2 separate regions of the Sus scrofa genome follow, and region 1 is linked to region 2. Evidence: chromatin contacts called from public HiChIP or PLAC-seq data. All regions are on one chromosome and are shown on one strand. The core of a region is the stretch at or near the end of the contact, and the rest is flanking DNA. Distances in the headings are between cores, read along the strand shown.

Region 1 (6,261 bases), core at 370-2,869, 360 kb after region 2:
CTGTATTTTGTTTTCTGTTGACTGAATGATTGAATGAATGAATGAAACAGAGTAACTAAGTTCCCAGGGTGGGCTGGAGATTGGGGCTTCTCCTCCTGCCCATCCGGGGTAGAAAGAACATGGAACTGACCCTGGATCCCTCACTTTTGCAATTATCTGTTCCACTCCTTGATCTCCAGCCAAGGGCTTACCTTCAGTCTCCCCCAGGGCTCCCTCACCCCTTCCCTCACCCCGCCCCCAACCTCCCCACCGGAAGTGCCAAGTTTATGATTCTGGGTTCTGGAACCAGATCTGCATGCTCACCCCAGATCCCCCATGAACAGGGGGCATGGTCTGGGAGTTCCCTTGTGATGCAACAGGTTAAGGATCTGGTGTTGTCACTGCCACAGCTCAGGTTGCTGCTGTGGTGTGGGTTTGATCCTTGGCCTGGGAACTTCCACATGCTTCGGAATCGGGCCCCAAAACAAACGAACAAACAACAAAACCAGGAGGCATGGTCTTGACTTAGCTCCCCAAGTCTTCATTTTCCCACTTGTCAAATAAGGGTCACAGTACTAGCTTCTGACAAGGAAGATGGTTAGAAGGATTAAATGAAAGAGCTTGGGTCAAAGGGCTTAGCACAGCGCTGGGCTGGGAGTAAGCGCTCAGTAAGCATCGGATTGTATTATTTTTGTTGCTGTACCTCAGTTTCCTTCCATTGTAAATGAGGCTGCCTGTCATTTCCTTCGAGGCATCTCAGGATCCTGCCTCGAAGTCTGGAGCTGAGAGCTGTTCCCTCCACCTTCTCATCTCCATCTCCCCCAGTCCTCGGAGAGGGTCATGTCTGAAGAGGGGGCTCACAGAGGCCTCCCCCACCACGAGGAGCTGGGGAGGGAGACAACACAAGCTGTAAACGCCATTCATTCCTTCCCTGTGGCCAGTCAGCATCATCCCATCACACAGATGAGGAAACACAGACTCACTGGCTCATTTAATCCACAGACGCTCCCTGAGCACCTACTGTGTGCAGGTTGTGTTAGGCCCTCTCCCACAGGCTCACAACCTAGCAGGGAGACAGGGAGAAAACAGCACTCCCTGCAGGATTTCAATCAAGTGTCTTGGAGTTCCCGTCTTGGCTCAGAGGTAATGCTCCCGAATGGCACGCAAGAGGATGCCAGTTTAATCCCTGGCCTCGCTCAGTGGGGTAAGGATCTGGCATTGCCATGAGCTGTGGTGTAGGTTGCAGACGCGGCTTGGATCCCTAGTTGCTGTGAGCTGGGGTGTAGGCCGGCAGTGGCAGCTCTGATTAGATAGACCCTTAGCCTGGGAACCTCCATGTGCCTTGGGAAAGAATAAACAATTAAATAAAGCACCTTGCCCAGCCCTAACAGGCTCCCAGAGAACCTTCAAGCATTCTTGATTTTGGCAGGGGGTGAGGGGATTGTTCCCATTGTGCAGAAGGGTACAGTGAGGCCAGAGGGGGATATCCCGGGCAGAGCCGCCCACTTCTGAGGGGCGTGGCAACCTTCCTGCCTTTGCAAGGCGGGTGCCCCTGCCGGGAAGGGATATTCTTCCTCTAAGTCACGGTCAGTGCTGTCGCCACAGATCTGGCCCTGTGTTCAGGGCGTCACTTCCTCAGGAGCCCTTCCGGGCTGAGAGGGCAGGGTCAGTGCCCCAGGGTTTCCTCTTGTGTAACGTGTATCCCATTCACTCCCACGTCTTTCCTCCGGGCCTCCCAAGGAGGGGCAGGCTTTGCTGCCTTACCTGGCACGTGGTCGTTGCCCAATGAGCCACGGCAGAGTCACCTCCGGTAGACACCTCCAACCCCCAGAGGCCCAGCCACCTGCTGCAGGTGCGTGACACCCAGAGCTTCTCCCCTGCCCTTTCTCCAGCTGCGGTTCTGCATTTTTCGGGACCACGATGTTGGGGAACAGCATCCTCTTTAGAACACTGGCTCCTTGGAGTTCCTGTCGCGGTCCAGTGGTTAATGAATCCAACAAGGAACCATGAGGTTGCGGGTTCGATCCTTGGCCTTGCTCAGTGGGTTAATGATCGGGTGTTGCCCTGAGCTGTGGTATAGGTCACAGATGCAGCTCGGATCCCAAGTTGCTATGGCTGTGGTGTAGGCCAGTGGCTACAGCTCCGATTAGACCCCCTAGCCTGGGAACCTCCATATGCCACGGCAAAAAGGCAAAAAGGCAAAAAAAAAAAAAAAAAAAGAACATTGGCTCCTGGAGGACAGGGATCTTCTCCTGCTTCACTCACCACTGTGTCCCTGGAGCCTAGTGCAGAGCCTGGCACACAGTAGGTGCTCAATAACTGATCCCTGGTCAGTTATTGATCAGGGATCTGTGGAAAGAAGGAAGGAAAGAAGAATGGGAGGGGTTGCAATTCATTCACCCAGTTTTTTTGTGGTTTTTTGGGGAGGGTTTTTTTTTTGTTTAGGCCATGCCTGTGGTATATGGAGGTTCCCAGGCTATGGGGTCACATCGGAGCTGCAGCTGCCAGCCAAAGCCATCAGCCACAGCAATGCCAGACCTAAGCCAAGTCTGTGACCTACACCACAGCTCACAGCAACGCCAGATCTTTAACCCACTGAGTGAAGCCAGGGATCGAACCCGCATCCTCATGGATACTAGTCTGGTTTGTTTCCGCTGAGCCGCAATGGAAACTCCCCACCCAGTTTTTCACTTGTTCGTTCATCAAGTACTTACTGAGTGCCAGCTGTAGGCTGGTTCTGGGGAGAGAGAGTGGCGACAAGCGCAGACAGATTCCTGCCCTCAAGGTGCTTTCTGGTCACGGTGAACAACTGAGGTGTCCCCTGGTGAAAAGGACATAAAGAAAGGCGGAGCCAGGAGAGGAGGGCTGGGGGGACGAGGGTCACCTGGTAGAGGCAGGGCCGGACCCTGAGCTCCCCCACCAGCCCTGGCAGATGCTGGGGCTGTCGTAACTGCGGGCAGCCTGGGTTGCCAAACGCCACCACAGCTGCGTCACTGAGAGCCTGGAGGGCCCAGAGGCTGAGGGGGGGCCAGGAGGGGCCCCCCCTCACTCGGGCTGCTTTCAGCCCCGAGTCAGACAGAGCTGGGTCAAAGTTCAGATCCGAGTCCACTGTTAGTCATTCCACGTAATGTGGTTGTGTGTGGCGACGTGCTGTTGTGGACTCAGAAAGAGAGTTGGGAAATGATGACTGAGCATCCATTTTCCCACCTTTGAGAGGGAAACGAAACCTGCAGAGACCATGGGAGACCCCCCGACCAGCCCTCGCTCTCCCTCCAACCGTGATTTCACCCTGAATTTGTCATCCATGACCTTAGGTGCGATGTCACAATGTTACTTTCCCGGGTCTACCTCTGTGTGTCCCTGGGCAAGTCGCTTACCCTCTCTGGGCCTCGGTTTTCTCATCTGTAAGGTGGGGATGGTAACAGTCCCCCCTCAGAGGACTGCTGAGAATAAAGGAGCTCATTTATGTAAAGTGCTGAGGTGAGGGCCTGGCACACAGTAAGCGCTACATAAGTGCTACCCACGATACTAATTGTCATTGAACATCCAGAAGTGGGGACAGAGAGCCATCGCTTGTGTCCAAGTCACTCAGCGTGGCGCCAGGATTCACATCAGCAGCTGGCTGTGGAGTGGGGTGGCTCAGATGCCCAGGCACGAGCTCTGGTTCATTCTGTTTCCCTTCCTGTTGGGTTCGCCTTTCACACCAGCTCTAAAAAACCAGAGTCCGTGCCTGGATTGTTCTCTGCTATCGCCCCTGCCCCCAGCCCAGGGTCTGGAAACTGAAGGATGAGTTTGTGGAATGAATGAACGGGGCTCAGTCTCCTCATCTGTGTGATGGGTCTTTCAGGCCCAAGGAATGAGAAAGTGCCTGATGTACATACAGCAAGTGCTTTATAAACTCTTCTGTATTTCCTCCTCTCCCAGTTGTACCCCCTTCTCCTTCCCCCTCCCCAGGGTTAGGCCTGGACCCCACCCACCTCAGGACAGATCCGGGCTCCCCAGTGACTCATTCGTTCGTTCATACCTTCATGCATTCAACAATTTTTTAATTTTTTAACAGCTGCACCTGCAGCATAGGGAAGTTCCCAGGTGAGGGGCTGAATCAGAGCTGAGCTGCTGGCCTACACCACAGCCACACCAGATCGGAGACGCATCTATGACCTACACTGCAGCTTGCTGCAAGGGTGGACCCTTAAACCATTGAGTGAGGCCAGGGGTCAAATCTGCCTCCTCATGGATACTAGTTGCATTCTTAACCCACTGAGCCACAAGGGAAACTCCTCAATGAATTTTTTTTTTTTTTTTTTTTTTTTTTTTTTTTGCTTTTTAGGCCTGCACCCGTGGCATATGGAGGTTCCCAGGCTCGGGGTCGAATCAGAGCAACAGCTGCTGGCCTACGCCACAGCCACAGCAACGCAGGGTCCGAGCCGCTCTGCCACCTACACCACAGCTCACGGCAATGCTGGATCCTTAACCCACTGAGTGAGGCCAGGGATCGAACCAGCAACTTCATGGTTCCTAGTTGGATTCATTTCCACTGCACCATGATGGGAACTCCTCAACAAATTTTTTTGAGCACCTACTGTTCTCCAGACTCTGCTCTAGGCTCTGAGGATGCCCAAATGAATAAAATAGGCAAAAATTTCTGTCTTCCTAGAGTTGATATTCTGTCAGGGGAGAGAGAGCCATCAGACAACAGTGTGATTCAAGCTAAGGCCCCTCTGAGAATGGACCTCCCACCAGGTCCATGTGGCGGAAGGCACATCTGGCACCAGCCCAAGATGGAATTAACCCAATGGTGCATCACCCAAGGCCTCGTCAAACCCACCAGATCCATCCAGACAGTAGAATGTTTTGGAACCTTGGGAGAGGCTGGATGATGCAGTTTCAGAGCATAGATGTGGGAGCCCAACGACCTGGGCCTGAATCTCAGCTCTGCTAGTCACCGCGGTGTGGCGCTGGGCAATTGCCTCACCACTCTGTGCCTCAGTTTCCCCATCTACAAAATGGGGGTGATAAAATAATAGACAGTCCTCAGGTAGGGTCATTTTCCCACCCTTGATTCATCAATAATCCATGAAGAGTATTTGGAACTGTGCCCAGCCCGTAGTAAGCCCTCTAGAAATCTTAGAATAATAGCTGCTGCTATTATTATTAACATTAGAATTATTCACAGTAATAGAGGTAGAAATACGGATTAATTCAAGGGAGAGGAGGCAGGATAGAATGTGAAGCAGGCAGCCAGTTGTAGAAAAAGGCAAAAAGAATAACTAGATAGATGTGTGTGTAGATGCTCCCACCATCTCAGAAGATTCTGGATGCTGAGAACATTGGGTTTGTCTGATGGGGGGCGTCGGGGCCTGGGAAGAGGAGGGGAGGGCACTGACTTTTTGCTTCACACTTTTTACACCTTCTGTGCTATTTGTTTTGTGTGTGTGTGTGTCCTCTGTGCACTTGTATGTATGTTCAAAACCAAACATGCCAGAAAGCAATTCTGCATAAAGTTTCCTCCAGGAAGGCCCCAGCTCTCCCCCACCCCCCACCCTCTGCACCCACCCCCGCATCCTGGCCTGTGTGTGGCCCAGTCTCACCGCTGCCGGTTTTCAGAGCTCTAGGCCTTGGAGCAGGTCCGAGCTGGAGTGCCCTGCAAGAAAGGGGGCTCCTCGGAGACCCCCAGAGCGGCCTTGGCTCCGGGTGGTGTGGGATGTGGGGGTTGGGGGGGGTCCCGACCCACTGATGAGAACTCCAAACGCTCCCCAGCCCGGGCTGCTAATCGCTTCCAGATTGGCCGGGTCAGGGCCGCCGCCGCCGCCTGGCTCCATAAACAGCCCGTCGCTCCAGATGGCGGCTGGCTCCAGCCTGGCGAGCAGGTTCACGGGGGAACTGGGGGGTGGCAGCAGGTGGAGGACCCCCACCCCGCCTTGTTGGGGTAGGGGTGCCCCCCCCAGCCCAGCTGACCTTGGCTGCTGCTCACTCCTGCGGCCCTGAGTCAGGGACACTGGGCCAGAAGGGTCTGGAGAGGTTGAACCCATTGCTCAGAGGAGAGAAACTGAGGCCCAGAAGAGGCAAGGATGGTTCCAGGTTGGTGGTTGACAGCGGTGTGAAGGGGCTCGGCAAAGGGGCTCGGCGAATCCAGCGCAGAATGAGGGTGCAGTGAGACCCAAGGAAGGGAGGGAGGAGGGAAAGAAGGAGGGAGGGGCATTATGGCCTCCTGGCTTTTAGTTCCTGAGGGAAAACATTATTTTTGCTCTCTGGGCCTCAGTTTCTTCATCTGTAAAATGG
Region 2 (6,092 bases), core at 2,360-4,859:
GCTCTCACAAGCATCCTATCTTAATAAATCGTTTTCTCTCTCTTTTCTTAGGGCTGCATCATGGCATATGGAGGTTCCCAGGCTAAGGGTCAAATCGGAACTGCAGTCGCTGGCCCACACCACAGGCACAGCAACTCGGGATCCGAGCCGTGTCTGCGACCTACACCCTAGCTCAGGGCAGCGCCGATGCTTAAACCCTGAGCCAGGCCAGGGATCCAACCTGTGTCCCCAGAGATACTAGTCAGATTGTTCCCACTGAGCCACAACAGGAACTCCAATAAATCTATTTTTGACAGGAACTCCAATAGATCTATTTCTTGCCGAGCACTTTGTCTCTCACTGAATTCCTTCTGTGCTGAGACACGAAGAACCTGAACTTCAGTACGTCCAGACACCGGGTGAGTGATTTTAATTAAAAAAACTGTGGCTTCGAGTCCCAGTCTGGCTTTAGGCTGGGTTTGAGTCCCGGCCCGTGGGTTCGAGTCCCAGTCTGGCTTTAGGCTGGGTTTGAGTCCCGGCCCGTGGGTTCGAGTCCCAGCCTGGCTTTAGGCTGGGTTTGAGTCCCGGCCCGTGGGTTCAAGTCACAGCGTCAAAAGTCAGTTCACAAATTCCAGTCTTCGCTCCTTGTGACCCTCCCACGGCCTTAGACGCCAATGTCAGCATCACCCAGGATCCCTCTGGATCCCTCATCACCACAATGGGTCCTGAATCATCCACTTGGCTGAACAAGATGCAGAGAGAACAGATGCAGCAATGACGGTGGCCAGGGGACAGGGTGGCGTCCCTTCCTGCTTCCTCAGGGCTGTTCTAACAACTGCCTCTTCTGGGCAGCCTCAGTGACTCCCTCTCCCAGGACCTCTTGTGTTAAAAAAGAGGTCCCTCGAGCCATCACCATCACACCAAGCCTATAGTTTCCTTGCTGGTTTCTCTGCCACCACATGGCTCCCCAGAGCAGCCAGAGGGAACGTTGAGAAACATGAAACCAAACATGTCGCTTGCCTGATGGGAATGTCTAGGAGCTCCTGGCTGCCTGTCCCTGAGCACCAAAGTTCTCACCATGGCCTGCAAGGCCCTGTCTTTTCCCCCTCTCTCCCCTCCAGCTGCAAAGGCCTCCCTCTACTTTCTCCAAGCCAATTCTCTCCTGCCTCAGGGCCTTTGCACTTCCTCTTTCTTCTTCCTGGAACTCTCTTTCCCTTGTTCTTTTCATAACTTCCTCTTTTTCTTCTTTTTTTTTTTTTTTTTTTTCTGGCTGCACCCAAGGTAGGCAGAAGTTCCCCAGCCAGGGATCGAACCCACAACCAAAGCAGTGACAGTAACAGAGGTTTGATGAGTAAATAAAAGAATTAAAGAGTGAGTTTGAGAAGCCAGCAAGTGAAAAGGCTCAGACTCAGAAAGCTCCACTCTCCAAATTTAGACTGAAAGTAGTTTCACTGTTTCAGGCCACTGCTCCTGGTCAGGGTTTCAAAAGTGCTCAGAGGTGGGGCTTTTGTGGTGATAGGAAAATCCGACACTTGGCAGCAGTCTGTAGGTGGTGTCTCTCGGGAAGGGATGAGTTGAATGATGACCCTCGGAGCCTCCAACTGTAAGAGCAGAGCAGGGTCCGGTGAGTGAAAACACGATCCCACGTGATTTTGACCACAGCCAGCAAGACCTGCAGCCCTGGCAGCAAAGGCTGCCGGGATTTCCAGCCGTGTTGTCCTTCTTCTGGTCTTTGCACACCTCTCAGGCCCTTTTAAAGCTCTTGGTTTGCAGGTGGGACAGGAGCAAAGCTGTGACGGCAGAGACACGGCTATATGAAGCCATGTGGCTCGCTGTCTTATGTTGTGTGTTTACCTGGAGTGGCACTGGGGGCATTGAAATTACAGAGAGAAGAGACAAAGGCACCTCCCACAGTCCTTGGTGTCCCCCCTTGATGCTACTACTGACCACTGTGACAACACCCCAGGCCTGACGTGAAGCTTCCAGTGTTTGACAGATGCCAACGCTCCCTTCAAACCAGGCCCCATGACCCCACGGTAGGGTGGCAGGAGCTGTTCCTTTAACAATCATGTGGCTGAGGAAGGATTCAGACTTCCCATCACCTGCGAATTAGCTTCCAGGGCAAACTGTTCATTTTTGCCGCTTGTGAAGTGAATTCTGCTCCCTGTTCTGGCTGAAAACGTCCCTGGGAGGATAGGAGCCAGCTCAGGACAGCACAGCTCAGCACCCTTCTCGCCCTCTTGGCCACCTAGCCCTGCCCCACTCAGCTCCCTGCTGCTGCTGCACGCAGCACCGGCCGGCACTGGCCAAGGGATCTCCAGGACAGTGCCGGGTGGCCGGGTTGTAGGAGCCAAAGGGAAAAGCGGTCCCTGTTCTGTGGGGAGGCGGATGGGGAGGAATGGGGAGAGTGAGAAGCAAATCTGCTGCTTTATTTTTCTTTTTTGGCCGCCCCAAAGCATGTGGAGCTCCTGGGCCGGGGGTCAGATTTAAGACCTAAGCGGCAGCTGCGGCAACACTGCATCCCTAACCGGCTGTGCAGGACCAGGGATGGAACCTGCGTCCCAGCACTCCCAAGACGCTGCTGGTCCCGCTGCACCACAGCGGGAACCCCTAAATCTCCTGCTCTTAGTTTTAGAAAGAAGAGGGACCAGGAAAGATGTTAGGGTGAGGGCTCCCACTTCTACAACCAGAACTCCCAGGGGCAGGCTCTTTGCTTCTCCGGGACTCCATTTCCTTAGCAGTGGTTCATGTTTTGTAAGGACGCATTGAGAAGCTAAGAAGACGGTAGCTGGGTAGGCAACCTTTCCTCTCTCTCTCATAAAAATATAAAATACAAAACAAATATTTTAACACCTGCTATCACGCCCTGCCCTGAATGGCCAGGAGAGCCCTCAAGAATTTACCAGGTAGAGGGTAAGATAGCTAATAAACCAGTGAACACACAAATGAACAAGGGGACTGAGTCATCTGGTGATGAGGTGTAAAGAAAAGTCACACAGAACTGGGACGGTCGGCTGCTGCAACCTGGGTGTTCAGGGAAGACACCCGAGGTCGAAGGAGTGCTCCCAGCAGAGGGCAGAGCCAGGGAACACACCCCGAAACTAATGTCCCCAAACAACGTCAGCTTTAAATGCACTCCAATTCTTGACTTGCTACCTTACCTAAGCAGTGCCAGACTCACATACAAAATTTAACCTTTTAAGCTGAATTCGTTGGCCAAGATGCTGGCACAAATTTTCCTGCAAAGCTAGACCGCAAGCAGTTTAGACTTTGGGGTTCATACATAGTCCCAGTCACAAGTCAACCCCTCACTTCTGCCACTTTAACTGGAAGCTGCCGGAGACAAGATGTGAACCAATGGGCATGGCTCTTTGCCAATAAAACTTTATTTACAAAAACCGGCAGCAGGCTGGCCAGAGTTTGCCAACCCTTGAGTTAGGCTAAAAATTAACAGAACCATGAATGGTGAAGGAGGATCACAGAGCAAGAAAAGAGTCCAGGAAAAAATAGAGGCAACGACATGTACTGGCCGGTTTATCAGCTTGTATCACATAATAGCAAAGCCGTAGAAGGAAGTCCAACCGCCCAACAAGAACAGACAGAGCTGCCAGGCTCTGCGGACACAAAGGAAAAGGAAGTGACAACAAAGAGTGACAGGTTACACAGAAACACGGAAAAGCAAGGCTGACAATGAAGAAAGGACACACCACAGGAAGGAGGTGCCGATTACAATATAGAATTGTACACGTTTTGATCCTGGCCCACGGCTGCAGAGAGCTACCTGCAGACTGCGTGCAGTGGTGACGGCGGGGACATGATGTTTTCGTAGCTCTCATTCTGCCTCCACAAATGATCACAAACAGAACGGAGGCAAAACTTTTTTTTTTAATTTACAAATTGATTCCACAAATATGTAATAAAGACCTACTATGTTAGGGGCTACCAAGACTTAAAGTGGGGATAATGGCCACTCCTCTTGGATGGGGTTATTATTATTATTTTTTTTTTAGTGAAAACATTTCATAGGAAAAAAATGTATCTTTTTTTTCTGACTTAAAAGCCAAAACCATCTGGAAAGCTTGTTAATTTTAAAAACCTCATGAAGACAAAAAAGAAAAGAAAACGGATGGTATGGATGGGGTTATGGAGAAGAAGGATTTTATAGTAATTTTAAAAATGTTTAAATTGTAAAATATACATACATTAAAGTTACCCTCTTGACCATTTCGCATGGACAGTTCAGTATTGTGAAATACATTCACTGTTGTGGGACCCGTCTCCAGAACTTTTCATCTTGCAGAAATGAAATTCGATTGTGATGGAACAATAACCCTTCACTTCCCCTGCCCCCCCAGTCCCTGGCAACCACCACTCTACCTCCTGTCTTTATGGATTTGACTATTCTAGGAACCTCATGTAATGGAATCAGGCAGTATTTGTCTTTTTGTGAATAGCTTACTTCACTTACCATAATATCCTCAAGGTTCTTTTTTTTTTTCCCCTGACCTACAGCAGGTAGAAGTTACCAGGTCAGGGACTGAATCTGCACCACGGCATCAACCTGAGCCACTGCAGTGACAATGCCAGATCCTTAACCTGCTGCACAAAAAGAGAACTCAAATTTCCTTTGTTTTCAGGGCCGCACCTACAGCGTACAGAGGTTCCCAGGCTAGGGGTCTAATCGGAGCTACAGCTGCCGGCCTACTCCACAACCACAGCAACATGGGATCCAAGCCATGTCTGCAACCTACACCACAGCTCAGAGCAATGCCGGATCCTTAACCCACTGAGCGAGGCCAGGGATCGAATCCGCAACCTCATGGTTCCCAGTTGGATACGTTTCCGCTGTGTCACGATGGGAACTCCTTTTTTTGAGTGGGGGGCACACCTGAGGCATATGAAATTTCCTAGGCTAGGGACTGAATTAGAGCTGCTGCTGCCAGCCTACACCATAGCCACAGCAACACCAGATCCGAGCCGCCTCTGTGACTTACACCACAGCTCATGGCAACATCAGATCCTTAACCCACTGAGTGAGGCCAGGGATTGAACCTGCATCTTCATGGATACCAGTTGTGTTCTTAACCTGCTGAGCCAAAATGTGAACTACATTCTTTTCTTTTTAAGGCTGAATAATATTCCGTTATCCCTACCACATTTTACTAATCCATTCCTCTGCTGATGGACACTTGGGCTGCAGCCCTATTTTGGCTTCTGTGAATAATGCTGCCATGAACATAAGTGTAAAATATCTCTCTGAGACTTTCCGTTCTTTTGGATATATACCCAGGAGTGGAATTGCTGGATCATGTGGTCACGCTTTAATTTTTTTTTTAGGGCCACACCCACAGCATATGGAAGTTCAGGCTAGGGGTCAAATCGGAGCTGCAGCTTCCAGCCTACACCACAGCCACAGCAAGATCCAAGCCATATCTGCGACCTTAACCACAACTTGCAGTGACACTGGATCCTTAACCCACTCGGCAAGGCCAGGGATCAAAGCCATAACCTCCCAGAGACTGGTCAGGTTCTTAACACTTTGAACCACAAGGGGAACTCCTATTTTTAATTTTTTAAAGAAAGACTGTTTTCCGCAGCATATGCACCATTTTACATTTCCACCAACCATGCACAAAAGTTGCAATTTCTCCACATCCTCATCAACACTTATTGGAGGCAAAACAGTTTAGAACTGAAATCTTAGGGGCACCCTGTCACGCCCTAACGTGACAGACTGATACGCACTACGAAATGGGGTTGGTTTGTTTTTGTCTTCTCAACTGGATTGGAGAATAAGAAGTCTTATTTTGCTCCCTGTTCAATTCCCAGTCCAGGATTGGATCACAGTAGGACCTAAGGTACTGCGTATGGGCTCAAATACTTGCCGAATGGAAGAACAAATAAACCATCTCGATTTGACAAGGAAAGAACCAGATGAGATAAGATGAAGGTCGAAAGAGCCAGAAACACACCAGCCCTTAGTGAAGTCACATTCATTTCTCGGATCCTGCTTTCCCTTTTTTTTTTTTTTTGTCTTTTGTTGTTGTTGTTATTGTTGTTGCTATTTCTTGGGCCGCTCCCGCGGCATATGGAGGTTCCCAGGCTAGGGGTTG

Evidence for each region. HiChIP or PLAC-seq counts read pairs in DNA pulled down with a chosen protein or histone mark.
Region 1: an H3K27ac HiChIP or PLAC-seq map of alveolar macrophages shows a contact between it and region 2. The contact joins two enhancer-like sites. A contact is called at or near these places in 1 of 47 Hi-C or Micro-C datasets (epiblast stem cells) and 1 of 2 datasets of contacts at active chromatin or transcription factors (alveolar macrophages).

What each region holds. Positions count from the first base shown.
Region 1 is chr17:51,602,927-51,609,187 of Sscrofa11.1, forward strand. No RefSeq gene overlaps it. Among named protein-coding and RNA genes, the nearest start is that of UBE2V1, 58 kb to the right of the region's middle. Within about 2 kb of position 1,620, at least 13 of the 83 cell types and tissues checked have an H3K27ac peak or open chromatin away from gene starts, as enhancers often do. A contact at or near this core is called in alveolar macrophages, where this site is marked.
Region 2 is chr17:51,244,377-51,250,468 of Sscrofa11.1, forward strand. No RefSeq gene overlaps it. Among named protein-coding and RNA genes, the nearest start is that of PTGIS, 47 kb to the left of the region's middle. Within about 2 kb of position 3,610, at least 18 of the 83 cell types and tissues checked have an H3K27ac peak or open chromatin away from gene starts, as enhancers often do. A contact at or near this core is called in alveolar macrophages, where this site is marked.